2 separate regions of the Mus musculus genome follow, and region 2 is linked to region 1. A link is a contact called in public promoter capture Hi-C data. All regions are on one chromosome and are shown on one strand. The core of a region is the stretch at or near the end of the contact, and the rest is flanking DNA. Distances in the headings are between cores, read along the strand shown. Region 1 holds the start of Mbd5 (methyl-CpG binding domain protein 5). Region 2 overlaps Mbd5 (methyl-CpG binding domain protein 5).

Evidence for each region. Promoter capture Hi-C pulls out the DNA fragments that hold promoters and counts their contacts.
Region 2: a contact with region 1 is called in a promoter capture Hi-C map of the HPC-7 cell line, with 2.6 times the contacts expected there. The contact joins the enhancer-like site here to the promoter of Mbd5 in region 1. A contact is called at or near these places in 7 of 39 promoter capture datasets (the 3T3-L1 cell line, 3T3-L1-derived adipocytes, the C10 cell line and 3 more), 3 of 484 Hi-C or Micro-C datasets (cortical neurons, nephron progenitors and olfactory sensory neurons), 3 of 115 datasets of contacts at active chromatin or transcription factors (the HPC-7 cell line, the SCID.adh cell line and fetal liver) and 2 of 9 other capture datasets (adipose tissue and pancreatic islet).

Annotation. Positions count from the first base shown.
Region 1 is chr2:48,948,164-48,950,863 of GRCm38.p6, reverse strand. Mbd5 (methyl-CpG binding domain protein 5) reads right to left here and starts at 1,356. Exons shown (of 17, transcript NM_029924.2): 1 at 1,315-1,356. Orc4 (origin recognition complex, subunit 4) reads left to right here and starts at 1,597. Exons shown (of 14, transcript NM_011958.4): 1 at 1,597-1,747.
Region 2 is chr2:49,066,801-49,069,500 of GRCm38.p6, reverse strand. The region is part of intron 2 of Mbd5 (methyl-CpG binding domain protein 5); the gene reads right to left. Among named protein-coding and RNA genes, the nearest start is that of Mbd5, 120 kb to the right of the region's middle. Within about 2 kb of position 1,395, at least 4 of the 459 cell types and tissues checked have an H3K27ac peak or open chromatin away from gene starts, as enhancers often do. A contact at or near this core is called in the HPC-7 cell line, where this site is marked.

The DNA.
Region 1 (2,700 bases), core at 107-2,606:
TTTTACAAAAAAAAAAAAAGAGAGAGAGAGAGAGACAAGTGTAAAATCCAACCAAAGGCCTTATGAAGTAAAATTTGAAATTCGCTATGCCATTCAGACAAAATGAAAAATGGAGAAGCTAAACACCTAACGTAAAACCAGTCAAGTCTTTCAACACTAAAGTCAATATCCAAGCCACAGACAAGCAAAGAGAGAGAAACACTCAGGTCTACAACTGGTTAAAGCAGTTCCAACACAATTCAGATCCCGACATTTTCCCACTCAGAAACAAATGCAGGCAGCTTTTCCTGAGGAAAGAGGAAAAAAAAATCTCTCCAAACGTAATTTTTTAAGTGACATCCAGAAAGTATGCCTCTTTTCTGTCTCTTTCCCTGGCGCCTCATTGGAGGAAGGAGGGGGTTGTTTTTGTATTCTCCCCCAGTGAAGCAAGACACAATCAGATGTTAGCTGGAGAAAGCACTTTTGACAACAGCAAATAAAAATAAAAGTGTCCTTCCTTCCCTGACAGGGTGGACACCCCACCTCACACACCCCTCCTCACTCCCGCCCCTCCTTCACTCCCCCCCCCCCCAGCACCACCCCCTCCTCACCCCGGAGCTCCACTGCGTATGAGGTTTGGTGCTACTGCTGCCCCGGAGTGAAAGTCAGAGCCAGAGGAAGGCAATGGAGCCCCCACAGACACACTTACCTTTCCTGCCCCCCACTTTTGAGTGCCTTCCCTGGAGCTGTGGAGGATGACACAAAGGGTAATAAAGGGGGGGAGTGGAGGAGGAGGAGGCGAAGGAGGAGGAGGAGAGCTGGGGAAGTGGCTGCTCCCGGTGTAGGGAGATGTCTTCAGCCAGGGCCAAGCAGCAGCAACAGCAACAGCAGCAGCAGCAGCAGCAGTAGCAGCAGCAGCAGCCAAGGGTCTGTGTTGCTAAGAGGCTTTTGGTCTCTTTCTCTCCTTCTCTCCCGGCCACAGAGAAGGAGGGTGGAGGGGGCTCTGGAAGCAGGCGTGTGGAGGGCTGAGCGGGTAGGAGTCGTGGATGGGGGTTTTTCTAAGAAGAAGAAACTCCTCTCCTCTCTCAGGCTCAATTCCCCCACTCGGGGCTCAGAGCTGGAGGGTGGGGGAGGAACTCGGCCGCCTTCCCCCCACCCCCCTCAATTCAAGGTTGAAGTGGGGTAAAATTAGTGTCCTGTCCCTTTAAAAATAGAAATAAAAGGTGCCCCCCCTCTGCCACTGCCTCTCTCTTCATCATCAGCTGCTGCTGCTGCTGGGGTCTCTCTGCTTGGGGGGGAGGGGGGGCTCGGGGAGACGAGACGGGAGGCACTCACTGCGCATGTCCCGTTCTGACGGGAGGCTGGTTGGTGGAAGGCAAGGAGGAGGGGGAGGGGAGGAAATGAGATGGTTTTCCCAGAAGGCTCCAAGGCGCTGGCGACCCGGAAGCCATTGTAAGCAGGGGGTAGCCGGGCGGGGGCGGGAAGAGGGAGGAAGTTGCTACTCTAGAGCAGCCCCAGCTGCCTCCTCCCTCCTCTGGGAGAGCGGAGGGACGGAAGTAGGCGGGGACCGACCTGAAAGCAGGTCACGTGGTGGGGCGGAGCGGGGGCGGGGCCGCCAAAGCCGGCCGGTCGCCGTGCATGCTGGGAGTTGCTGTGCGCGGTGGGCTGCAGTAGGAGCAGCGGGACTGAGAAGGTGGTGAACATCCTTCGGTCCTCACCGTCGGCGGCGGCCGGCTTTGCCCGATTTAGGCAGGCTTGACTGGGAGAGGTAAGGCCGGTCTCGTAGGCAAGGTGAGGGCCGCAGTGGCTACGGGCGGGTGGACAATCTGAGGGGAGTGGGAGGCTCGTGCAGGCCGGGTAGGCCTAAAGCAGGAGGCCTGCCCCTGGCTCTCGGCTTCCGGGAGCTGCTGTGGACGAAGCGGGCACAGAGCTCAGCAGAGACGGGCTACAGAAGGCTTTTGGGTGAGGAACATGATTGGGCAGTGTTGAGAGGTCAGGTTCTCTGCAGAGAGAGAAGCACTACCTGCTTTAGAGCGTGCGACATATTTGGAAAAACCTAACCAGATGTGTGCCTTTTGATCAGCTTCTGCGGTAGCCTTGCTCATACACATCCTGCCTTCCTGACTTTTCTGTTTTCTTTGGGATTTTGGAGAAGCTGTAGGCATGTAGGCAAGGAACGGGCAGGAAAGGTCTGAGTGAGGGCTCCCTGCATGCTCTCTGCCTTAATGCTGCAAACACAAAAGACTGCCCGTTTGAGGATGCTTGGGATTGTTTGGTCTTTCATACAGAGTTTTGTCACTAAAAAAGAAAAGCCTTGAAATATTCTTTTCTTGTGGAGCTAAAGAGAAAGCTTTTTGTCTGGGTGTTTCTTTTTTTTATAGTGAAATAACGGCTTCTTTTTCATTTTAACTTTCTTCGTTAGTCTTTTAGCTGGTTTTTGTCAAGATACATCGGAGGACTATTACCTCGTCTTTAATAATCCAAGTTACATTAAAAAAAATTCAAAATCGGAGATCTTCGCACTTACTCTTACTTAGTCTTAACTATTTTAGTTCTGCTCAGTAGGATTCAGTCTGTTAAAAGTTACACATTTTCCCGAATTGTTCTTGGTGCAAGTCTATACAGTACGCTATTTAATGTATCCATTGCACGGTGCTTTTTTTTTTTTTTCCTTCGTCCTAGGGAGGTAATTATGTCAGATGGGTTCAAAACAAAACTCCA
Region 2 (2,700 bases), core at 146-2,645, 120 kb before region 1:
TTTTGTTAAAAAAGATTTTAAAACTAATTGAATAAAATCTAAACCAGACATTACAAAAGAGTAAAAGAAAAAATAAGAGGTCAAATTCAGGTTTAAAAAAGTGAAATACAAGGGGGAAATGACCCATAATTAGTATATAGAAATTCTTCAGCTAGATTGACTAACAACACTTAAATTATTAAAATCAAGAATAATTTGCAGGATTGGAGAGGTGGCTGGGAGGCTAAGGTCATTGTTCATGCAGATGCCCCAGGTTCAGTCCTAGTACCTACAAAATAGCTCACATCCATCTGTAAGTTAAATTTCAAGGTCTCTGCCAGTACCAGGCACACATGTAGTACAAGTACTAATACTCGGGCAAAACAGTTCACATAAAATAAAATGAATAAACCTAAAAGAAGAATTTCCAAACAGAGTATATTGAGCATAATCAACAGTAATGAAAATAAAAATTATAACGAGTTCCTAAGAGTCAACCACTTTTACCAGTTTTGTTTTTGTTTTGTTTTTTTTTATCTAGCATTAATTTTACAATAGTTCTTGACCTTTTGTTTCTTTCTTCATTCATCAAATTTAATCAGCAACAACTGTTTCAAAATTATGGATCAATATATTTTCTGTGTCCACAGTTTACATTTCTCAAATACCGTTAAAATATGGGGTTCAATGGGTGGCAATTGTTTGTGTAATTATGGCTTGGAAACAGTGAAGGCCTGTTGTAACCTGGCTAATTTGGTATAAAACTGAAGGGCTTAGGGATAATTCTAACAGTGATATGAAACATCTGTACCTTGACTAAAATATAACACTGATGAGAGAAAAGAAGAAACAAATGGAGCTACATACATCATCAGAAACAAATGGAGCAACATACATCATCAGGGACTAATCATGTGAATGTCTACAGAACTAATGTGATACACAATTCAATTTATCATTGTAAACATTATCATTTTCTTTCGCATGTCTAGAAAAGGCAGTACTAAACACTGTATAGATCCAGACAAAACCAAAATCAAATAAGAAATATGGGGCTAAATACTTACAATGGAAGCATGACACCCCTTCATTGCAAAATATAAAGTTATAAGAAAAAGAGGTCACAAAAAGAGAAGATTGACTAATAACAGTAGGAAATCCAAGAAGTACTCAAGCAACAAAGATGTCAAATATGTAGAGTGGAGGAAAATGTACTTTCAATAAATGGCTTTGGATGGTTATGCAGAGATTAAAACTGCATAACATCTCTTAAAATTATCTTTACTATGTATAAAAATTAACTACAATTGGGTAAGAGTCCTAAGCATAAAACCTGCAATAACAACACTACATAGTCTACAACATTGTTTTAGAAAATTATTTCTTAGGACCCTAAAACCACAAGGAACAAAAGAGGAACTGCCAGAAGGGAGGGACTGTATGAACTAAGACTGTGACAAAAGAAACAAATGACCTAGACTAGGAGGAAGTAGTTCTCCCACCATACAGGTGAAGAACAAGCTAGTCTCCAAAATATATGTACTAATATAACTCAAGAAAAAGAATATATTAAAAGTAAGTAAATTATCTAAATATACATTTTTCAAAAGACAAGTGGAAATGGCAAACACATAATTAAAATAATAAAAATCTGTTAATTACCAAGAGAATACAAACGAAACCAAAAGGGAATATCATCCTATGTCCATCAAGATGGTTATTAAAAGTTATTTTCTGGGCTGGAGAGATGGCTCAGTGGTTAAGAGCACCAACTGCTCTTCCAAAGGTCCTGAGTTGAAATCCCAGCAACCACATGGTGGCTCACAACCATCTGTAATGGGGTCTGATGTCCTCTTCTGGTGTGTCTGAAGAGAGCAATGGTAGTGTACTCATATGCATAAAATAAACAAATAAATCTTTAAAAAAAGTGTTATTTTCCCTACTTCAAAATTCATGTTCTTCCTTTAGATTCTAGGTGGGGCAGAATTGTTCCTACAAAACAGAAAAGGACCTTATGTGATCTACCAAGTTGCAACTCAACACACATCCAACATTCATGACACTATATCCATGGTGTAGTCTTACACACACAGGCTCCAAAGACTTTCACTAAGAGATGTGAAATTCCAACTCATGAGTAAAGCTTTTAATTTTTTCCTATAAGCTTGTTAGTACTGTCAACTTGACATAAACTGGAGTTTCTGGGAAGAAGGAAAATTGAGGGACTGGATCTCTAAGATTGCCTCTAGGGGTCTGAGGGGCATACTTATTTTCCTTAACTGTTTACAAGAGAGGCTCAGTCTGAGAGTTGCCTGGGGGAACTGGTCTTGGGTTGTATAGGACAGAAGGCTGAGCAAGGCATGGGATCGAACCAGTAGGGAACCTCTCTTGTTCTTGTTCCTGCCTGGACTTCTATTGTGGCCATCTATGATCAGGCTCTGTAAGTAAGAGAACCTCTTTCCTTCCCCATCTTGTTCTTTGTTCTGTGTTTAATCATAGAAACAAAAACCAAATTAGTAGACAGTCCCTTTTCATATCTGTCTGTTGACGTCTAAACATGTAATAAGGATGAAGATTCATAAAATAAGCTACACACTTTGATAACTGATGCTCCAATTAGAAAATTAAACAAAAAATACCTGATGTTGATGTGAACTATGACAATCAAAGTGATAAAATTGCTCCATCAAGGTTATTTTCAAAATAACAATTACAAGAGAA